Regions from separate parts of the Zea mays genome. Here region 2 is linked to region 1. The links are chromatin contacts, called in public Hi-C maps. All regions are on one chromosome and are shown on one strand. The core of a region is the stretch at or near the end of the contact, and the rest is flanking DNA. Distances in the headings are between cores, read along the strand shown. Region 1 holds the start of LOC107325937 (Dof zinc finger protein DOF1.6). Region 2 holds the start of LOC100193284.

Region 1 (4,745 bases), core at 1,573-4,072:
TACCATTCCTATTTGTATTAAATTATGAGTTTCCGTTAGTATTTTTGTTTACGTTCGTTTTTGCAATTCCGTTTATCCCGCTCCGTTTTCGTTCCCGACTATTCCGTACCCGATCTCGTTTCCGAAGATAAAATACGGATACAGAAACGAGAGAGTGGTTTTTCCATCTGTTTTCATCCCTATATGTGATGACATGTATGTGCATGTGTGCATCACTACTCACATAAACAGTAAACAACTATAAAACATGCACAAATGCAAAGAACAGAGTGTACCCTGCGGAAGTACCGATTTTCAAGGCATTAGTGACTCCATTTACGAGACATCACATGTATATGTTCGATGTAGTCGTACAAAGTCGATGCAGGCATATGTACGTAGTGTATTTCCTTGAACAACGTCGACGATGAACCAGATCAGCGTTGGTCAAGCAGAAAAAGCAAGCAATCGCGAGTACGCTCCCCAAAAATCTGATCGTCCGCACACTCGTGCAAGTGTACCTCTGCGGACGGCGATTTCAGAGGCCTGCTCACCCACTCGCTCTATGCTCGCAGATGGTGGGACGGGAATGGACTGAATACAACGCGTCTAAGAGGTTGTTCACGTCGCCAGAAGAGCGTCAACATCCTTTATATTTATACACGCGCAGAGGGAGGGGAACGGAAAGTAACGGTCGCCATAAGAGCTAGAAACTGACAGCCATTTCAGCCCGCCCGTTACTAGCCATAAGACATGAAGCGGACGGTCATCACTGCAGTCAAAATGCGGAATTGTTGCGAAGAAATATTCAGACCAAGGTCCGATCTACCACAGGCACGGCCTAGCCCTACCGGCGGGGCACGACAGTCCTTCATACTTTTCTCACCTTCTTAATGTCCTTCATACTTTTCTCAACTTCTTAATATCACCGTCCTTCGTACTTTTCTCAACTTCTTAATATCACCGATGGTCCATGTATTTAAGTTGATTGATTTGTTCTTACTTCGAGTATGGTACTAAATTATTAGTACACCATAACATTAAAATGGGTCATTAGCATTAAATATTATTGAATATTAATTTGGGCCAAGCCCACATGAATCCAACATATTAAGGTCTTTTTTGGTTATTTCTATCATATGGATTGAATGAGATTGGAAAAATGTTAAATATAACTTATTTAGGATTTAAACCAACTCAGCCCCGTCTAATTCTAATTACTAAGTTCATTACAAAATGGCGTTTGAAACGATAGACAAGCATAAGTAAGCTATGAAGATACTCTAGAAAAACAAAATTCGAGCCAGTCTCCCGATATGTGAATCCCAAAGTGTCAGGATCAGGTTATACCTCCTGTTCAAAAAAACAGAATGTTCTGAACAAACAGGTGCAACACAACAAAAGGAGACGGCTTTACCGGCGCAGGTTCCGGATGCACGTACCGAGTATCATCAGCTAGATTTTGATCTTGTTAGGTTAGAATAAAAACGAATCCAGCATCGACACACCAAGACAAGAAAAGACAAACGGCACCGAAGAAGATCACGCGAAAGGAAAATCACAGAAAACAGCACAGCACCAATCAGCTCAACGTTTTCGACCCCCCAAAAAACAATCTGCTGATGGTATCGGTTGGTCAAGCTCAATTGCTCACGCACTGCAGCACAGGTCCTCATGCAGGCAAGGCAACCGAGCATGCAGAGTTTTTCATGACATCCTCAGCAGATCAGATCACTCTCTCACAGTTCCTTCCTGACTGGAAAAGTTTCATGATGACTAAACAACTTGCCCCCCTCAAAAAGATCACCTGGATGCAGCACTACAGTCTACTGTTAATTCAAACAGCTAAAAGAGAGAAAGAGAAAAAGCTAGATTAGCGATGATGCACCCGCACGCAGCAGTCATTAGCCGGGCACCGGTGACGGACGATGCACCGAGCGCGCCTGGGACACCGGCGGAGGCATGGAGCTCTTAGATGGACAGGTCCGGCCACCCCATGCTCCAGAACAGGCCTTCCGGCAACGCCTGGGACACCGTCGTCGGCTGCTGATGCTGCTGCGGTGGCGGTGGCGGCAGAGCAGGGACAGAGGCGGTCGCGCGAGGCAGGGCCGCCGGCGCGAGTCCGCCCACGAGGAACTCGGCGGAGAAGTGGACGCCGACGTCGGCCCCTGGCGCGATCAGCGACGTGAAGCTGCCGCCGAGGTCCAGCAGCCGGCGGTCCGGGTCCACGGCGGCGAGCGGCGACGCCAGGGCCGGCGCGGCGAAGGACAGCCCACCGTACGGGCGCAGCAGCGAGCCGTGGAGCGCGCTCGGAGGCGGAGGCGCAGGCGGCGCCGCGGTTGCGGGCGCCGGGCCGGCGCGCTTGCGGCGGCCGGCGGGCGTGGCCTTGCGCGTGCCGCCGCCGACGGGGACGTTGCGGAGCGCTCCCCCGCGCGTCCAGTAGCGGCGGCAGGCCCGGCAGAAGTAGCGCGGCTGGGACAGGTTGTAGTTGTTGTAGTAGCAGAACTTGGTGTTGGCGGACTCGCAGCGCGGGCACGGCAGGCCCTCCGGCTCCCGCCCGCCTCCCGTGCCGGTACCGCCGCCGCCGCCGCCGGTGGCCACGGGAGCCGGCAGCGGCCTCCCGTCCGGCACCTGGCCCACCTCCGTGGCAGCGGAAGAGCGAACCATCCCTCCTCTCCTCTCCTCTCCCGGTTGTTGCTAGCCAAGGTCGCTCGTACGTACCAGTTGTTGGTCGATACGGTGGCAAGTGCAACTGTGCAAGGAGTGGGCTGGCGACAGGGATGGACGGACAGGCGAGGCAATTTGTAGGGGAGGCGGGAGGAAGGGTGAGGAAGAAGACAAGAGGCGGAGACGGGTGTGTGTGTGTGTGTGATGGAGCAGCACTGTAGCAGTAGGTAGCGGTCTTGCCGTCTTGCGGGGCCGAGAAGGAACGCTCTCGGCTGTCGGCTCTCGCTCGCAGGAAGAGAGGCAGAGGAGGGGGCAACCCCGCACCCTGACCCTGGTGGCATGGCAGGTGGCAGTCTGGCAGGGGAGGGAGGGTTTGAACAGGGGTTTGATACTTCTATTCCGGGGAAACGGACAAGGCGGCGGCAGGGGCAAAGGCCGCAGCTTTGTCTCCTCACGGGGGTTGCTCCTCGCCGTTGCTGCCGGTGGCCACCACTGGCACTGTGCCCCTGTGGCAGCCAGAGCCAGTGCGTGGCGTGGTGGATCAGTGCAGTAGCGCGAGAGGTGCGGTGTTGCGCATTTCCGCTGGCCGCTCCGCCGCTTCGATGCGTTCGTTGTCTTCTTGTCTCTTGTGAATACTCGTCCACCTCCTCGCCGGTCAAAGAGAGAGGAGCAGTGCGGTGTGGGTGTGGCATCTGCAGAGCGATTCGCGGTTGCTGCGGGTGGGGGCTCTGGGCCTCTGGCCTGCAACTGCAGGAGCAGGACGGCGACGCACGGCCTGGCCGCTAGCTGTTCAGGCCAGGCTTCATCAGATCAGAGAGGACGACCACCGGACTGCTGTTTGTTTGTGTTTGATTCCCTGTCCCTTCTCCGGTTCTCCCTCTCTCTCTCTGTCTGTCACTCAGCAAACGGCCAGCAGGCATCTTGCATGCGTGCTCCTCCTAGCTCACATGAGAATAGGACAAAAATAAGATTAGGGTTCTTTGGCTGCTCAAGTTCGCAGCCGATGTGATCTTGATATGCAGGGAGTAGTACACATCTGTTTCGCAACGGGGAGTTGCTGTTCCTGTTCTGCGGCAGAACTTGTGCCTATTTCTTCTCGACTGGACTGGACATCCTAGAACAGAATGGTCATGGGCCGGGAGAGTTGCGTGCAATGCCACACCAAGTCCAAGTGCCTGTTTTCTTGAACGGAGCGACGACGGCGAACCTTACCTGATCATCAGTGGCAGGCAGCCCATCTCCTCTCGCAAGTGTTGTGACTTTGTGAGAGCGAACCCTGCCTAGCCTTGCATGAGCTACAGCAGCTACGACAGCTCCCCTAGCCTATCCCATCCTACTCCTACCGCGCAGGTCCAGTCGTCGACCAGACCGTTCGTTGCATCGGGTCGGGGCTCCGGCCATTTGCTTCGTCAGGCACAGGCAGCGGCGTGGACGAACGACACGCGCTGCCGTCCTTGCTTTTGCTGCTCCTTGGTCGAGTGGTCGTGGCAGATAAGCGGATGCCCGATCACCTCAGAGCCGGTAGGGATGGGTTGCCGGTCCGTCCGCATCACGCCCGTCATGTCGCCGCTCCATCCACGGCCACGGGTCTTGAGATGGGAATGGGCCGACCCGGCGTCTGGCCTCGTACCCGGCTCCATGGGTCCGTTTGGTTGTGGACAAAAATGTCTGACCAAAACTAGCTAGTTGGTCAAACTTAGGCTAAACCAAAATTGGACTCAAGTTTAAACGTTTAGTTTGTGGTAAAAATTCAATATGGCCAAACTAAACTTTGGCAGCCGATTTGCCTACCTTGACTTTGGCCAAAAATTGGCGTGAGTTTGTATTGGCGTGGCTAAAATTTTATTGGCAAGACCAAAATTCGGTCATCAACCAAAGGCAGTTCAAAAAATTGGCGTAATTTTGTCTAAACAACATTTTTCTTTCATCGTCTATGATATCTATAACTATTATTAGCACTTCTAAAAAACTAAGCTAAAGGTTAAAAATTATCATAGTAATACATTGAGATTATTAGCGATAAAACAAATTAATTACAATTACAAGTTAACGATTATTTTAGTTTTGCCAAATTTTGGTTAAAAATATGGTGCTCCTCA
Region 2 (5,224 bases), core at 1,332-3,831, 210 kb after region 1:
ATGGAATGCAATGTAAACACACATTTTTGGTAACGATCACAATAAAAGCATGTTGTCGGCACCGATATTAGGGCATGTACGATCCACATAAATGACTTATATCTTAAGAGTATTTTAAGGGGTATGTCGAAAAAACAAAAGATATATCTTGGTGAAAGAACATCTTTATTATAGTTCTCTAAGTCTAAGATACAGTTTCACCCGTATAACTCATATAAATGAGTCGTGTCTTGGGTAGTTCTAGTGAATACGATACAAGACTTAAATACATTGACTTGTATGAACATATTTTTAGTGTATCTAGTACTTAAAGAATCGTAACGTAGTATCTAGGTTATACATAACCTTAGAGGATATTCATAACTGTCACCATGGTCGTGATGATTATTTCACTAATACCACATATCTCCTGCTTGTTTTCATGTTCTGGTTGACAAAATACATAACATACACTAAATGATCTTTAATCTCGTGTGGTTTAGTAAAAAAACTTGGATCATGAAGGGACATGGCTCCTGATATTGCCTTCTACCCTGTCATTTCTTTGTTGTCATAGTTAACTTATGCTAACGATAAATAACAAATCGTTCAAGTATCATGACCTAGTACTATTTTTAAAATAACAAATTGGAAACTAATAGCACACACTACACATATTCTTTGTTATTCATAATAAATGGCCACATGTCCTGAAATGTGTTACTGGGTAAGGGCATATATAGTGGAGACATCAAAACGGTTCTCCAAGTATAAGTGACAACAAAAAGACTCTATTATATAATGAAGCGTGTTTATACATGTAGTCTATTAATAAATACATAAGTAAAAGTGTTTATACAACATCGGATTGATAGAACAAACGACGAATTCGTACAATGAGAGATGAGACGTATGTTGCTACTTGGGTTACGAACCAGAATGACTACACGATTTTTTTTTTGCAAATACTCATTTAGACACCTCAAGAACTTATGCATTAATCATCATTGTACATGCCCTAAAATATGAAAAGAGTTTAAAGGTAGTACACAGTTTTTTCCCCATAAATACGGCCAATCAAAAACCTGATGGCCGTTCGAGCGAGGTGGTGGCTCTATTCTACCTTTACTAGTGTTTGGTTTAGAGAATATTGAAATAGAGCAGATTCAAAAGTAGAATATTCCTCTAATATGCTGAATCCTACCTCTCCTCAACAATTATCAAACTTTTTTGCTCATGGAATAGAACCATTCTATCTTTCAAACACGAATCAAACATGAAAGAGAGTTATTTCGTTCTAAAAAACTGAAACAGAATCGTTCCATTCAACTAGACTCCACCACCAAACAATGCCTTACAACACATTTTTTAGAATCCTCACTTCCTGGCTACTATATCTAAGATTTCATGTGACGTCACATTTTTTTGGAAGCTTACTGCTTTCCTCCACACCCAAAAAAAAAGACTACCCCACGGGCCCACGGCTATCATGGCGAGTTGGTGACTGTAAAGTGTGAATGCCTTTTACGAGGGGCAAACGCGGGGTGCCCCTAGCGAGCGACCTCGTCCGAGTTGTGGGCTGTCTTCCAAGGTGCCGAGCAAAGAGGCGCAAACTGTTTTTAAAAATTTCACAAGCAGTTTTTTTCATTAAATTTGAGATATTCTTACGATTCCATTTGACAAAAGAGCTTGACGTAATCACGTTAGACAGACGCCAAACAAATATAATGACCATAATGCTCTTTGATTTCGTTTCCTTCTATTTTTTTCATCCTTTTTTCTCGTGAGAGGATTGTTCCTTCCTCATCTTCTTCCGTAGAACGCGCATGCCAGGGGCATCCGGCGGCAGCATCCGCACGCCCGCGCCACCGCAGCCGCGGTATCACGCACCGGCAATTGCCACGCTCGCAGCCACGGGCACGCGAGCCCGCGCATCAGCCGCACGGGCACGGCGGTTCGTCCCCGACGGCAGCTGCGCGACAGCGCGACGGTGCCTGCGCCGCTGCGCCCCGGCCTGAGGCAGCGAGTTGCAACGACCACGTTCGCCCTAACGCCCCGGCGGCCGCGGCAGTTCGCGCCCCGTGTCCTAGTACTGCGTCCCAGGAGCCCCATGACCCAACGGCGGCGGCCCTCCCGGCCCGCGACCCCGGGCCCCGGCGGCGGAGTCCTGGCCCTGCGCCCCGTTGGACGATGGTAGCGCTCCGGCCTTCGCGCCTCCGCCGGTCCGCCCTCAGCAGGCCGTGCCCTGACGGGTGACGGCTGCGCCCTAGTAGGCTGAGGCTCTGTAGCCCACCGCCGCCCGCAGCCACGCCCTGCTGGCCGCGCCCCCAGCAGAGGGCCACGTGCGCTCCTCCCTCCCAGCGTGTGCACTGCGCTCTCTCTATATGTGGGCAAATTTAATCTTTTTTTTGCATGCTGGGCTCCACATGTGTTAAGCTGGAATAAACTGACGCCGTTGGGTGGGTCATCGTGGGAGGTGAGCTGACCGCCGCGCCGTCGGTGGGGGGTAGTAGGGGCCTGGTGGTGGGTGTGCTTCTGTGCCGCTCCGCCTCCGCGTATATATACACGCGCACGCAATGTACGCGAGGAGTTCAGGGGCGGAGCCAGCGAAAGACAAGACAAGACAAGCCAGGCCAGCGGCGGAGGAGAGGGAGAGAGAGAGAGAGAGCACGCGACAGGAGGCAGGAGGGCGAGGAGGAGCTTGTAGAGGGTTAAGGAAGGCCACCGCCATGGGGGACTCCAGCGGCTCCGTGTCGGTCGACGTCGAGCGGATCTTCTTCGGCGGCAAGGTCCGTGCGCGGCCTCCTTCCGCCACATCTTGTTTTTCTCCCGTTTCCGTTTAGGCTGGGTGCATTCGCGCGGGGAGGGTTTGAGTGGTTCATCCCCATGGGGTTTGTGCTTGCTCTTTCTCGGCAGGTTCGGTAGGGCCGTAGGGGAATTTGTCATTAGAAATTTCTGTCTCTTTTCCCCCTGTTATCTATTATTAGCGGCAATGCTTGTAAATTGGGACGAGAGGATTAGCTATCGAGTAATCGTTTTTTTTCTGTCCTTCCCTTGTTTTGTGTCATTGCTTTAAATTTAGCTAATGCAACTGCTGCCCTGTTTATGCGGCAGTGCTCCTTTGTGGTGTTTGGTTATTATCACTAGCAAATTAAGGGGGTAAATTGTCTGGTCAACTGATGAGGAATTAAATGTAGCAATACAGCAAATCGGAACATGTCTGGTTGTATTGTTCCTGTGTATGGTACGGAGTTCTGATCACCCTAAACATGTGCATGTGACCTGTGTTTCCTCAGGAGCATAGAGTAAGAACGAGGCATGGCTCTCTTTCGGTTTCTGTGTATGGAGACGAGGACAAGCCCGCGCTCGTAACTTATCCGGATGTAGCCTTAAATCGTGAGTGCCTTTGTTGCCTCTAGAATTTTATTTTTTTCTTGGTAAAGGCAGCAAGCTCTGCCATAGAAGACACAGGAACTTAACATTGGGCAAATTCTTCCTGTGTGCTAGACATGTCTTGCTTCCAAGGATTGTTCTTCTGTCCGGAGGCTGCGTCCCTGTTGCTTCACAGTTTCTGCGTGTACCACATCACACCTCAAGGACACGAGGTCACTTATGCTGTCTTTTTTTTTCTCTCCATTGTTGCATTGATTAATTCAGGCAGCCAACCACTAACCATTCTTTTCATGTTAGGTCAGGTTCTTAGTTCTTACATGGTTGTGTATGTTAAGTATTGCAGTTGGGAGCAGCTCCGATTTCAGCTGATGTGCCTGTGCCATCTGTCGACGACCTTGCAGATCAGGTTGCTGATGTCCTCGATTTTTTCAGGTAGCATATCAAGACATTTGCTGGATTCAGTATTACTGCTTTGGTTTCGTATAGAGGTACCCTCTCCTGATGTTGTAACCTTGGTTTCTTCCCTGCAGTTTAGGGTCTGTCATGTGCTTGGGTGTCACTGCTGGTGCCTATGTTCTCACCCTCTTTGCAGTAAGTGTGACCATGAGATGACTACCTTCTCGATCGTTCTTCCGTTGAGTGCTTGCTAAGAATGTTATGTACACGCACCATCACAGACTAAGTATCGGGAGAGGGTTCTTGGCCTCATGTTGGTTTCACCTGTATGCAAAGCCCCCTCCTGGAGCGAGTGGCTGTATAATAAGGTTATAACCAGCGACTTTACTTCAGTTATTTCATATGCTTTATGTCCTTCTGCCAACTATTCATTTCATTGTACAGTATTTTAGAGTGTTAACCTCAGAATCTCATGTACCAGGTATTATCAAACTTGCTTTATTACTACGGGACACGTGGGTTAGTCAAGGAAAGTTTGCTTCAGCGGTACTTCAGCATGGTACTTTTGATGCCCCCTTCAGCTTTTCTCAAGCTCTCGGGCTTATAGGCGGTAGTGGGCGTTCGGGTTACCCAAAAATTTCGGGTCGGGTAATTCAGGTTTTCAAAATTTCGGGTTTTAAGAATCGATACCCGAAATTACAACGGGTTTTACAATACCGAAAATTCGGGTACCCGAAATTTTGGGTTCGGGTTCGGGTATTCCCGAACTATCCGAACTATTGTGTCGGCTTCATAAAAACACATACACCCTATTAAATTAGTATAAAAATATAGTTTGAATAATGATATACATGGACATATAAAACACAAGCAATCTACAATCACAAGTTATGCACACATACACATAATTATAAATGTACAAATTAATAATTAAGCATGACATGAGTACATGACACATGAAAGTTCGGGTAATTCGGGTACCCGATTGTGATACCCGAATAACCCGAACTAAATTCGGGTTTTGCAAGTTGCTACCCGAAATTCTCAAACAAAATTCGGGTTTCGGGTATTTCGGGTTCGGGTTCGGGTTTCGGGTTTTTTGCCCAGCCCTACGTATAGTGCTTTGCTTATTATCCACATCCACTCAGGGCCGCTCCTTTCTGATGCTTCGTGCAGGACGTTCGTGGTAACGGGCAAGATCCTGAGTCAGAGATTGTCCAAGCCTGCAGAAGTGTTAGTATTTATCTCCACTATTTTCTCCTGGTGTTGTTAAACTGGGATGACTATTATCTTATCTGCTACTTGAACATGTAAAATTAAAAACATGATAAATCTTCTTCTGTGCAGTTACTTGACGAGAGGCAGGGAGCTAACGTCTGGCGGTTCCTTCAGGCAATTAGCAGGTAACAAGAACATATCCAGCCCTTGCTGTGCATGACCTGAACAGATAAAGAAA

The links. Hi-C and Micro-C count contacts between places; a contact is called where the count stands out from the background.
Region 2: a Hi-C map of tassel shows a contact between it and region 1, with 2.0 times the contacts expected there. The contact joins the promoter of LOC100193284 here to the promoter of LOC107325937 in region 1. A contact is called at or near these places in 2 of 25 Hi-C or Micro-C datasets (leaf and tassel).

Annotation. Positions count from the first base shown.
Region 1 is chr3:6,255,348-6,260,092 of Zm-B73-REFERENCE-NAM-5.0, forward strand. It overlaps LOC107325937 (Dof zinc finger protein DOF1.6), which reads right to left and starts at 2,823. Exons shown (of 1, transcript NM_001320908.1): 1 at 1,578-2,823. The coding sequence starts at 2,646. The coding sequence ends at 1,951.
Region 2 is chr3:6,465,302-6,470,525 of Zm-B73-REFERENCE-NAM-5.0, forward strand. It overlaps LOC100193284, which reads left to right and starts at 2,582. Exons shown (of 11, transcript NM_001138427.1): 1 at 2,582-2,768; 2 at 3,276-3,375; 3 at 3,487-3,584; 4 at 3,716-3,804; 5 at 3,903-3,963; 6 at 4,050-4,136; 7 at 4,250-4,327; 8 at 4,945-5,001; 9 at 5,116-5,171. The coding sequence starts at 2,709.